Regions from separate parts of the Mus musculus genome. Here regions 1, 2 and 4 are each linked to region 3. A link is a contact called in public HiChIP or PLAC-seq and promoter capture Hi-C data. All regions are on one chromosome and are shown on one strand. The core of a region is the stretch at or near the end of the contact, and the rest is flanking DNA. Distances in the headings are between cores, read along the strand shown. Region 1 overlaps Slc44a5 (solute carrier family 44, member 5). Region 2 overlaps Slc44a5 (solute carrier family 44, member 5). Region 3 holds the start of Acadm (acyl-Coenzyme A dehydrogenase, medium chain). Region 4 has its middle 36 kb from the start of Lhx8.

Evidence for each region. Promoter capture Hi-C pulls out the DNA fragments that hold promoters and counts their contacts. HiChIP or PLAC-seq counts read pairs in DNA pulled down with a chosen protein or histone mark.
Region 1: a contact with region 3 is called in a CTCF HiChIP or PLAC-seq map of the NIH/3T3 cell line, with 10 read pairs. The contact joins the enhancer-like site here to the promoter of Acadm in region 3. A contact is called at or near these places in 4 of 39 promoter capture datasets (cranial neural crest, embryonic stem cells, neural stem cells and 1 more), 2 of 15 datasets of contacts at CTCF or cohesin (the NIH/3T3 cell line and embryonic stem cells), 1 of 484 Hi-C or Micro-C datasets (embryonic stem cells), 9 of 115 datasets of contacts at active chromatin or transcription factors (the NIH/3T3 cell line, the SCID.adh cell line, SST interneurons and 5 more) and 1 of 9 other capture datasets (pancreatic islet).
Region 2: a contact with region 3 is called in an H3K27ac HiChIP or PLAC-seq map of T-cell acute lymphoblastic leukemia, with 3 times the contacts expected there. The contact joins the enhancer-like site here to the promoter of Acadm in region 3. A contact is called at or near these places in 1 of 39 promoter capture datasets (cranial neural crest), 9 of 115 datasets of contacts at active chromatin or transcription factors (the SCID.adh cell line, T-cell acute lymphoblastic leukemia, bone marrow-derived macrophages and 6 more) and 1 of 9 other capture datasets (adipose tissue).
Region 4: a promoter capture Hi-C map of hippocampal neurons shows a contact between it and region 3, with 3 times the contacts expected there. The contact joins the enhancer-like site here to the promoter of Acadm in region 3. A contact is called at or near these places in 2 of 39 promoter capture datasets (cranial neural crest and hippocampal neurons) and 3 of 115 datasets of contacts at active chromatin or transcription factors (bone marrow-derived macrophages, embryonic basal ganglia and forebrain).

Annotation. Positions count from the first base shown.
Region 1 is chr3:154,251,828-154,254,527 of GRCm38.p6, reverse strand. Slc44a5 (solute carrier family 44, member 5) reads right to left here. Exons shown (of 22, transcript NM_001081263.1): 12 at 788-887. Among named protein-coding and RNA genes, the nearest start is that of Gm40184, 48 kb to the right of the region's middle. Within about 2 kb of position 1,382, at least 15 of the 459 cell types and tissues checked have an H3K27ac peak or open chromatin away from gene starts, as enhancers often do. A contact at or near this core is called in the NIH/3T3 cell line, where this site is marked.
Region 2 is chr3:154,208,235-154,210,934 of GRCm38.p6, reverse strand. The region is part of intron 3 of Slc44a5 (solute carrier family 44, member 5); the gene reads right to left. Among named protein-coding and RNA genes, the nearest start is that of Gm40184, 4.5 kb to the right of the region's middle. Within about 2 kb of position 1,449, at least 22 of the 459 cell types and tissues checked have an H3K27ac peak or open chromatin away from gene starts, as enhancers often do. A contact at or near this core is called in the SCID.adh cell line and T-cell acute lymphoblastic leukemia, where this site is marked.
Region 3 is chr3:153,943,264-153,945,963 of GRCm38.p6, reverse strand. Acadm (acyl-Coenzyme A dehydrogenase, medium chain) reads left to right here and starts at 1,321. Exons shown (of 12, transcript NM_007382.5): 1 at 1,321-1,568. The coding sequence starts at 1,539.
Region 4 is chr3:154,292,901-154,295,600 of GRCm38.p6, reverse strand. No RefSeq gene overlaps it. Among named protein-coding and RNA genes, the nearest start is that of Lhx8, 36 kb to the left of the region's middle. Within about 2 kb of position 1,275, at least 9 of the 459 cell types and tissues checked have an H3K27ac peak or open chromatin away from gene starts, as enhancers often do. A contact at or near this core is called in hippocampal neurons, where this site is marked.

The DNA of each region.
Region 1 (2,700 bases), core at 133-2,632, 310 kb before region 3:
TGAGTTAGATCCCAGCACCCACTTACAAAGCTGGCATGTGGCAGTTAGATCCCAGCACCCACTTACAAAGCTGGCATGTGGCAGTTAGATCCCAGCACCCACTTACAAAGCTGGCATGTGGCAGTTAGATCCCAGCACCCACTTACAAAGCTGGCATGTGGCAGTTAGATCCCAGCACCCACTTACAAAGCTGGCATGTGGCACGCACCTGTAGCCTAGGACTGAGGAGGCAGAGGCAGAGGACCCAGGAGCTCTCTAGCTGGGAAGTCTACGGAAACAGTGAAGTACACATCCAGGGAGATATTCTGTCTCCAAAGCTAAAGTGGATAGCCATGAAGTAAGACATCCAATGTCAACTTCTGGCCTCTGTGCTCATGTGTACACATATATCCACACACACACACATGTGTACTTGTACATGTAGCCATGCACACATACACTGGCACACACACACACACACACACACACATATCAACACACATACACAATCGTGCACACTTGCATATGTACTCATGTGCACACACATGTACATGCACACATGCTCATACACACACACACACACACACACACACACACACACCTGACATCTGCTTTGAGCACACAAACACACACCTGACATCTGCTATGAGCACACACACACACCTGACATCTGCTATGAGCACACACACACACACACACACACACACACACACACACACACCTGACATCTGCTATGAGCACACACGCATACACACACACACTCACGCATGCATGCCTGACATCCGTTGTGAGCACTGGAACCCCTTACTTGCTTCCTTCCTGCAGCAGGATGATGGCCACTTGGATCCGAGTCCTGAGGAAGATCAGGACGATGATGATGATGATTTCAATGGCAGACAAGATGATCACTAAACAAGGAAAGACATTAGTCAGCCACAGAAGCGAGCATCTTCTGCAAAACCAGGACTGAGTTTATCAGCTCATGTCTGCTAGTTCTGACACTACATAATTTAAACAGTGTTCCCCCCCTTCCCATGCCAGTCTTAGTAGCTCACTTTCAACCCCTCTAAGAAGTCCTAAAAACACAGAGCAGCGCTCTTGTTGCATTTTGAGTCACCCCATGAATCAGCTCCATTTCACCCATGGAAACATTTCTCAGGAGTCACAGACCTGGGAAAACAAGAATGGAAGGAAGGAAGGAAGGCCCCCCTTGGCACTAAGTAAGGAACTATCAGAGAAGAGAGCTCTTAAGGTGACCACCCTGCCCGTGGGGTCTGGCTCATTCTGTGACCCTTTCTACCAGACCCTATTATGAAGGTGTAAATCCATGGGGACATGGGCAGTAACATCTTAGAATCAGACTGAGGGTCATAGCTCAGTTGGTAGAGTGTTTGGCTAGCGTGACTCACACTCCAGATTTGATCTCTAGCACTGAGTAAAGTGGGGATAGGCCACCAGAAATCGAGAAGCAGAGGTAGAGGATAAAAAGTAAGATTTTTCTACAGTTTAGTGTTGGGTTGGGATTTATAACCTATACAGGCTGAAAGTGATTGTTCTGAAGAAAATTAATCTTGAGGAATAACTGTTCTGTGTAAAGAAGGCTTGCAAAGCAAGGATATGTTGGGTCACATATTGTTTTACTATTTGGGGGCTTTCCTGAATACAAGCGAAGGTGAAAAGTCTGAGCCTCTTTTTGCCTCCCTGAGTTGCGTGAACCCGAGCAGACCCTTCCTGTGACTGTCTCCTGCACTGTTACTTTATCTTATCTGGGTGCCAACTCTGTCTTAAAAAATTCCTGAAGCCAAATACTCTTGTTACATCCCCTCTCCTAGCTCTAACACACACCTTTAGGTCACTAATGTTGATTTTAGAAATCCTTAATTTTCAAAATAACTACTCAGTACCTGTAAGATACCGTGGAGTTTGGGAATGTTAGGAAGTAGAGAGTTTGGGATCCTAAGATGGAGAAAATGTGGTCTGCCAGCAACAGACCCAGAAGGTAGGAAACAACTCCTGGGGAAGCGATAAGCCTAGCCTCGCAGGATCTCTTCCTGAACCCAACTGCTAGACAGCTGAGCTATCTCAGCGATGCAGGCTCCCTGCCTCCCCCAGCTGCTCTATGGCCGGCCGTGATTCAGGGTTTACAGGATGCTCCGGGGACCACGTCAGTAGATATCAGTTAGCTCCAAGATTCCAAGTCGTGGTAGGAACTTGACAATGAGTCATTGTGCTTTCTTGCCTTTTTTCTAAGCAATGCATTTGTTTTATAGGCATATTTTACTCTCGTAAGACACTTAATCTGAGTCAACACTGCGGACTATAAAAATTGTTTTCCTTGAACAAACCTAAGAAAATGATATATATCAAAATGAGTCTTTATTCTAAAATTGCATTGTCAAAAAATGTTGTATATTAGACCTACACATTTTACACAATGGCATGAAAATTGCTACATTAGAGAAATTTGATTGTCCTTTAAATAGATACACTCTGTTCTCTAAGGGCACAAAACAGAAACATATTTAATATAACTAACCAAATAGGAGACTCAGGCCTGGAGCTGGGGGACTTAGGAATTGTAAAAGTAAGAACAGACCCCATTGCCTGTCACAGTCTAGGGCTGATAAAATCATTATTTTTAGACTTGTTACTCCACTTGCTTCAAAGTTTTTCTGGAACGATATACCTTACAAGATGGAAGAATGTGGTGGAGACACGTGT
Region 2 (2,700 bases), core at 200-2,699, 260 kb before region 3:
CTGAATGTGAAGATCCTCAATGGCGACAGAGCTGCCATAGAAACGCATGGGGAAGCAGCTGTCTCCGGGGCCTGGGTGAGAAAATATTTATTACCTCACAGGTGGACTCCTACACCCAGGGCTGAATTTAGGGTGGAGTCCTTGGGTACAAGCCAGTCCCTCTTATGCTAACAACACTTCAAGAAATCTTGCAAGCACAGATGTGCACAGTAAAACCCAACAAAAAGTTAAAACCATCCGGTGCTTAAAGACCAGCTCAAATCTCAGTCAGAAACCAAATACGCCCTTTTTAGACGGAAGACTTACAAAACAGAAGTGTGACGGACAGAGCATGTGATTTAGTGTGTAAATGTATCGGGCCTGATAAGGAAAGCAGGAGGACATTTGATACTGGCCTCTCGGTCATCCTGTTAATGCATGACACATTTTTAGTTAATAAAAATGTGGTGCAACCATCCTCAAAATAGTGGAAATGAATTTTTTAAAATCTACTTAATTGAAGAAATTATTTTACTTTTGGTGAAACAATGTTTCTTGCCTATGACTTGACAGATAAGATCCTTCTGGTTTCAAAGAAAACAAAATGGGTAGTGTGGCCCCTGTGGCCAGTCCTCTCTCACAGGGAGCATTCAGTACACCATCCCCTAAGATAGAACCGCAGGATGCCTGGTGGTGACAGGTGTTGAGAGTGTGGGGCAGGAGGCCCCTTGTGCCTTGTAGGTAAGAATGTAAATTAGCTCAATTATCATGGAAAATAGGTTGTTCAAAACACTGAAATTAAAATGACCAGCAATGCCCCTTCTGGGGACACATCTCAGAACAAATAAAGAGGTGTCTGCATTCCCACATTGACTGCAGTGTTAGTCACAATATCCAAGTCGCAGAGACAATCTAAGCATCTGTCACATGAATGGCTAAGGAAAGTGAGAACATAAGCACACTCTATATACACATAAAACATCATTAAAGGCGGGAAGTCCTACTGTTTGTGACAATGGGGGAGGGTGTTGGTGTGCAAATTCAGAGGTCTTAGGCTAAGTGACACTGCCCAGGCACAAAACCATTTATCAGTTGATCTCACTAATGTGTGAACTCTGACAAGAATGACATTCACAGGCAGAAACCTGAACAGTAGGAAGAAACCCGGGTGGGGGTGGGGGTGGGGGAAGCAGGAAGACATAGATCAAGAGATAAATTTTAAGTAAAACAGGGGATGACAGCAACAGCTGGCCCAGGAAAGACACATTATTCATAATTCCCTTCAGGAATGAGGTTTATCTGAATGAGAAGGCTTCAAGGCCTGAGGTGGGAGGGAGAGCCTTGGAGGGAAAGAGAACAGTGGTGGAGAGCCAAAGGTGATGAGCCTTAAAGGGAAGGAGAGGGAGAGGCTCCCTTCAAAGCCTTGAGGGGAGAGGGAGAGAGGAGAGGGAAAAGGACATGGGGAGGGAGGGGGAGAGAGTACCATTATGCAAGGGGCGGGTGAGGGAGAGTGCCATCTCTGGGTGTGGGGCAGAGGAACCTCTCCAGATAGCAGCCTTCATCTCTGGACCAAATACCAGAGCCATCTCCGGGAGAGCCTTGTATTAATTTCTAGAACAAGAAGCGTCTGACTTTTTATAAACTTTTAGGGATAGAGGGAAGGGGCAGGGGATTTAGTTCAGCATAGCACACAGGACAGGAGCCTGGAGGAGCCAGGAGCACGTGAGAGCTGTAAAGTCACAGCACAGACTCAGGTACAGCATGGGGTGTGCACTGCACACTTGAAATTTTCTCCAGAGCACATCATAAGTGCTTTCACCCCCTCACAAAAGGCAATTATGTCAAGAGATGAATGCTAATCAGATTAATTGTGAAAAGAATTATACAGATGTGTTAATAGTGAATGCCTGTTGGGGCTAGGGATATAGCTTGGTTGGAAGAATGCTTCCTGTTGGGTGTGGAGCCCTGGGTTCAATCTCTAGCTTAAAAACCCTCTATGTTGCACATCTCAAATACCTACAATATTACATTAAGAAATCTAAAAGTGAAATGAATAAAATTTGAAGTGTTTAATTATACTTATTTGAGTAGAAACAGTCCCTTGCTTATCCAGACAGAATCGAAAAGTCATCCTAGAACTAACTTTGTTTTTTAAAACATTACATGAGTGAGTGGCCTTACTTAGGGACAGGAAATTTCTCCCTATGAAGGGGAAAGTGTAAGTCCCAGAATTCACCTGTACGCCCCACCTGCCAAAGAACCAGGAAACTTCCTGGAATGCTGGGAGTTGTAGTTCTTGGAAAATAACAAAGGTTCATGGGAAAATACAGTGGCTTATTGATTTATCTTTGTAAACCCCTGCAACATGTGCCTCTGAGCCATTCAGCTGGGTAACCCTAAGGAATGGTCCTGACCAAAGTCCATCTCTTGGTCATTATTTAATATTTAATAAAGCTTACTTTAAATTTGACCTAAAATGGTGGAACTGTGTTTTGGGGTTTTTGTTTGTTTGTTTTGTTTTTCTTTTTCTGGTGAATCTCAGGATTAACAAAACACCAATTTGTTCTAGGCAACATAAAGGATAATCCTTCAAACTCCCTGAGGTTTCTACATAATATAGATCACACACCTACTCAGCTACATCTCCTGGCCAAAACAACACAAATATCACCAAGAGACAGTGCTGAGCGTGGCTCCTAGGTGCTGTTCCCAGAGCTGAGC
Region 3 (2,700 bases), core at 72-2,571:
ATTTGCCATCTGGTTGGTGGGAGGTAGGTGTGTGCCTGAATATTCTAAAGAATGTACCTAATGGTCACAAAGCTGTTAGCTTACACATAAAGGAAGGCAATAAATGGCTGCCAAGGAGGCTAAAAATGGCACAGATAATGTTGTTTGTGGACCTGGAACATTCCACAATCAGAGGTTTAAACAGCTCATCAGACTAGCAGGCCATTCAAAGGAAGATACCTTTTTCTGGAATGTTCCCTTACAACCATTAGAAACTATGTTTCAGGAAAGATTGTTGATGTTGAAAGATTAATCTTATAGATCTGAGCATTTATCTCACAATGGAATCCACATACCTTTTCTAGGCTTTGGTGTGCCTGACAATGCTACAGGTAAGACAGAGAGAAGATGAGAATTTTTCATTGTTCATTAGTCTCAAAAATAAGCTCCTGTCTCCCAGTTCCTTGAAGCAGAGAGCAAGAGGACTATTGACAGCTTAATCTTTGGCAACTAAGGTACCCAACACTAAGAAGTTTTATAATCTCTCATCTTTATAACACCACAGCTACCATCTCAGACACAAGGTCTAACTGGAAGACAATGGGAATTTAAGCAAAGTTTACAAACTCATGAGCAAAATTTCACTCCCAATGTTCACTGTCTGGGGAGCTTTTGGATAGGCTCAGCTTGGGTTCCCAAGGATGCTTCCCACATCTATATAAGTGGATAATAAGTAGCCTTGAAAACGTTCAGAAAAATAGATGAAATAAACACTATTGTGCTTTGGTTTGTTTAGGTTTTGCTACTTGGCTCTCGCTGGCCTCAAACTCGCAGTGATCTTCCTTCTCAGTCTCCTGGCACTGAGATGTCTTAGTCGCCCTGGCTACACATGCAGCTAATTTCCTATTTAAATTTTAAGGAGTACAGACTACCTATCGATCTAGCCCAGAATTTGTTGTTCCAGTGAATACCGGAGCCATAAAGAATCTGACTCTCCAAGTAAAGGTCACAGCTGACTGCTAGAAACGTCTGGCTGCGCCCTCTGGCCTAGATTCGGGTCCAGCTCTCCCGGGCAGCCCTCTGGAAAGAACGTGACCTTCGGGCTCCGGTGACACTGGGCACACAGTCTTCTTCTCCGGGCCAAGCACAGAAGTTTAGGCTCGGGCAAGGTCGGGAGCAGGACGCATGCGCAGAGGGCCTTCAGGCCACTCCCTCTTCTGGCCCAGGTCCGGACCCGAGACCCTCCCTCATCTAGCCCCGCCTCCCAGGCCACACCCCTTGAGCCTGCAAAGACCACGCCCAAGGTCTTCTGCTTGGACCCGTCATCCCTCTGTCTCTCAGCCGAAGTCAGTCTGAGAGCTCAGACCTCATCTGTGTGTAAAGGGACTCCCTAGGCCACGCCCCCGAGGTCTGCAGACTTTGACCCGCACGCCTCCGCACCCCTAGAGTCTAAGGCCCGCCCCTCTCCTCCCTCCAAGCCACGCCTCCTGGGGGCGGGACCCCCGTCCGTTTTGCTTGCTGCACGGAGGTGGTCGGAGGCAGCAGATCGAGGAGCCATCATGGCAGCGGCGTTCCGCAGAGGCTGCAGGGTGAGCGGGTGACCGGGTGGTATCGGGAGGGTCGGCCCTACGCGGCCTGGGGGAAAGCGGGAGCCTGCGGGCGTCCCCCCGCGCTGCCTGCCGCCCTCCCTCACTGATCTCCGGGCTCTGACCCCTGCAGGCGTGGCCCTGCGGACCTGCTTCATTCTGGGTCAATGGGCTCAGCCACTTCTCTCCAGTCACCCACGCTTCTTGAAGGGAACCCGGTGTCAGAACCCTGCTGTGGCAGAGGCGATCACTTCCAAAAAACTTTGACTGTAGTCCCACCCCAGGAAGGCATCAGTGTGTGGTTCTGTAGCCACGGGCGTGAACAAGTGTTAGGATCCAAACAGGTTGATCCTGGGTGTGCACAGAACACAGGCACAACACGAAGGAAAGGGAAGTGGGCCGCTCCGCTCGCACCAACAGGGTTAGGACGCCTGTGGTTTTGTGATGTACAGGCACCCTTCCAAAAAACAAAAGGGAGACAAGCCTACCGAAGAATTTTCATGAAGCTTGCTTTCTAAATGTTGTACCCTGCAGAGTTTTGTCTCCTAAGCTGTTTTAACCACTAGTTTGTTATATTAGCGATGTGTTCGTACAAACCTCCATTTATACCACCTAAAACTGGACTGAAGTTGCCTCTGGCACCGAAAGCTGTAGTTTTAGAATTTACAACACCATTACTATACAACTCAACAGGTTCTGAAAGCAGAAATTGAAGGGTTTTAAAGTTATTTTTTATTCTGACAACAGAACTACAGGTTTCTTGGTGCCTCCAAGGACAAGAGAGGGAAAGTCTAACACCATAACAAAACAGAAAATGCATTCCTTTATCCTATTTTTCACACCGGGATAAAACCAAGAGTCAAATTTCTAAGTAATTCGTTACTTAGTTATGCTGTAGTTGCGGGCTTGAAGACTAAAGTTAGTAGTGTTCCCATATTGGAATTCCTTGGTTTTGGCAGAGAGCCAGGAATAATAAACGCAATTCTCTTCTGACTTTAGAGTTTCAGAGTGTCGTCGTTCTTTATATTGGGTCTCATTTTGTAGTCCAGGGTGGTGCGGCGCTCACAGCTTCACCTCTGCCTTCAAGCCTGGCTGTCTTATTTTAATAATCTCCAGTTATCTCCTAGGATTAGTG
Region 4 (2,700 bases), core at 26-2,525, 350 kb before region 3:
GTCTAAGAGTGGGTGGATTTTAGACCAGGTACCTTCAAATGTAATTGGACTTTCATTAAAGTTAAGTGAGTTAATAATAAAATTCGGCTAATAGTCCAGGGACCTATATAATACTGTAATAATACAAGCATTCCCAGTTGGACAGCAAATGAAACGCAAAAAAAACCAAATGAAAATCTTAAAAAAAAAAAAAAGATACTAGGATTTTTAAAAACGTTAATCGTGGAGCGGGGGCTGGGTGTGGTGCCACATGCCATACCTGTAACCCCAGTATGCACTCACCAGCCAGGAGCTGGCAGAGCTCTGTGACTTGGCTGCCAACCTGGTCTGCATACTCAGTTCTAGACCAGCCAGGACTACACAGTGGGAGCCTGTCTCAGACAAGCAAAGAAAAATGGAACCCAGGAGCCTCACATAAGGTAGACGGGCAAGCTACCACCAAACCACATCCTCTACCCTAAGCCTACGAACTTTGCGAAGCACCTGGAGGACTCTGTGAATGCTCTCAGACAGTACCAGCAATTACAGAGAATGCTACGGAATCATTGGAAACAACGACTAAAGGGGGTGGTAAATCTTAACTAGTGGTCTAGATCAGAGCCTGTTCATCTTCAGACACTCAACAGTTGCGGGGGCATAAAGGGGTGTTAGAAACAGTGGTACTCAGAGATGATGGCTTGCTGTCACTGTGGAGGGGACTAGAAGTCTTATTAAGCCTAGGGGGATTCTTCAGCAGGTGGTCAGAGCTCCTAGGCTACACTCTGGGAACCCGAAGTTTCCACACGGAGGAAGAAGAAAGAACAGGTTTATGCTGAATGACTCTGCCTCACCAGATCCAATTCATGTCGTGTCTGCCACCGTAACCTCTTGTTCAGTCAGGGTCTGCTTGGAGCTGAGCTAGGAGCTTAAAGTGACCACAGTTGAATGTCACAGGGTAGCGGGGATAAGCTATTATCCGTTTCCATGTACAGATGATGATTTGAACCAAGGTCCCCCTCCCCATTTGTGTGTGTGTTGCATGTATATGTGTGTGTGTGTAGACACGTATGATTATGTATAAGCATGCTGAGGCCAAAACAGGATGTTGAGTGGCTTCCTCCATCTCTCCCCCACCTTATCTCCTTGAGGAAAAAAAATCCCTAGCTAAACAGAGCTCAGCACTTCAGCCGGGCTGGCCAGCCAGTTAGCTCCTTACGTCTGCTGGCCTCTGCCCCAGGACTGTGTGTTTAGCACATGCATCCATTCCTGGCCTTCATGTGCTGGAAATACAAATGCAAAGCAGGCATACTCACCCACGGACTCATCTCTTCAGCCCCGATCTAGCACATATGTTACACTGAAGACTTAAAAAGAATGGCAGGCAGGTGGCGTGGGAAGCTAACCAACCAAGGCACGCTGAGAACTTAACTGGCCCTGGGGGTTCAAAAATCATAACAAACAACTGGACTTATTTTGTTTATAGCAAAATTCCTTTCACTGACTCTTTTTAATCCCATGAAATCTCTGACTAAATGCTATTTGGCATCTCTTGGCTGCCAAGGTTGACTCAGTGGTTTGGAGAGGATGGGTGTATTTGGTACCCAGCATCTGAGTCTTTCCAAATATCCAGACGTTTTGGCCAATCCCAGAGACATTGGCTCAAGCTCATTTTCTATTTTTTAGGTAGGAATTCTGAGTCACTAAGTGACTAGAGGCACAGCCTAACAGTTCGTTGCTCTTTGTTTGCACAGTTATACTCGGTACAGACCACTTCTTCCAAAGTGGGGGAGGAGGGCTAGGTGGTGGTGGAGTATCCAACTATCGTGGTGGGGCCTAGGTGGTGTTATCAGAGTCTATCCTCACCAGACGGAGCCAGTAAGGACGAAGCAAAGTAGCTCACAGGTGTGCCTGTGCATTAAGAGAAGAGAAGCCAAGCAGGTGTGAGGCAGCTCCTGATGCACTCTACACTTGAGCTGACTGGGCAGACAGCCTCAGGTTCCAGACGATGTCTATACTGTAAAGATGGGGGGGGGGGGTTCACTGGTCAGACAGCCTCAGGTTCCAGACGATGTCTATACTGTAAAGATGGGGAGGGGGGGTTCACTGGTCAGACAGCCTCAGGTTCCAGATGATGTCTTCTGAAGTTTCTCCGACTTCTCCTTTTCTCCTCTCCAAGAGATAGCATGGAAAGACTGAGCAGCAAGGAGAGTTGGAGCGTGTTAAGTTGTGTTGGCAGACAGAATAGAGAGTTTGTACTCTGAGCCCCCACCACAGAAGCGTGATTCGAGTTCCTGGAGGGGAGGGGACCTGGACAGGTGTGCTCAGAGGGGCTTTAAAGCAGAGAGATTTCTTCCCAGCTCTTGTAAAAATCTCCTTCTCCGTGTCTCTTGAAGCATAAAAACAGCTCTCTGGCAGTAACACTTCAGTCCCATCTTTGTGCCCTGTGTGACTATCCAATAGTAGCCCTGTCGTAAGCAGAGAACATGGCCCGTTCTCTTTGTAAAGTCAGCTGGGCTAGGTACTTAGGCCCAGGTTACACACGGTAAAAGAAGTCTCAAACTGTCATCTGAATGCCTTTGAAGTCCCTTGCCACAGTCCGTCTTCCAACCACAGTGAAAGGAGCAGGGAGGCTTCGGGAAGCACCTAGTGTAGGACCCCTCCCCCACACACCTGTGCCCCTCCCCTGCCCACCCAGCATCCTAGCTTCCTTTCATTCTCCCT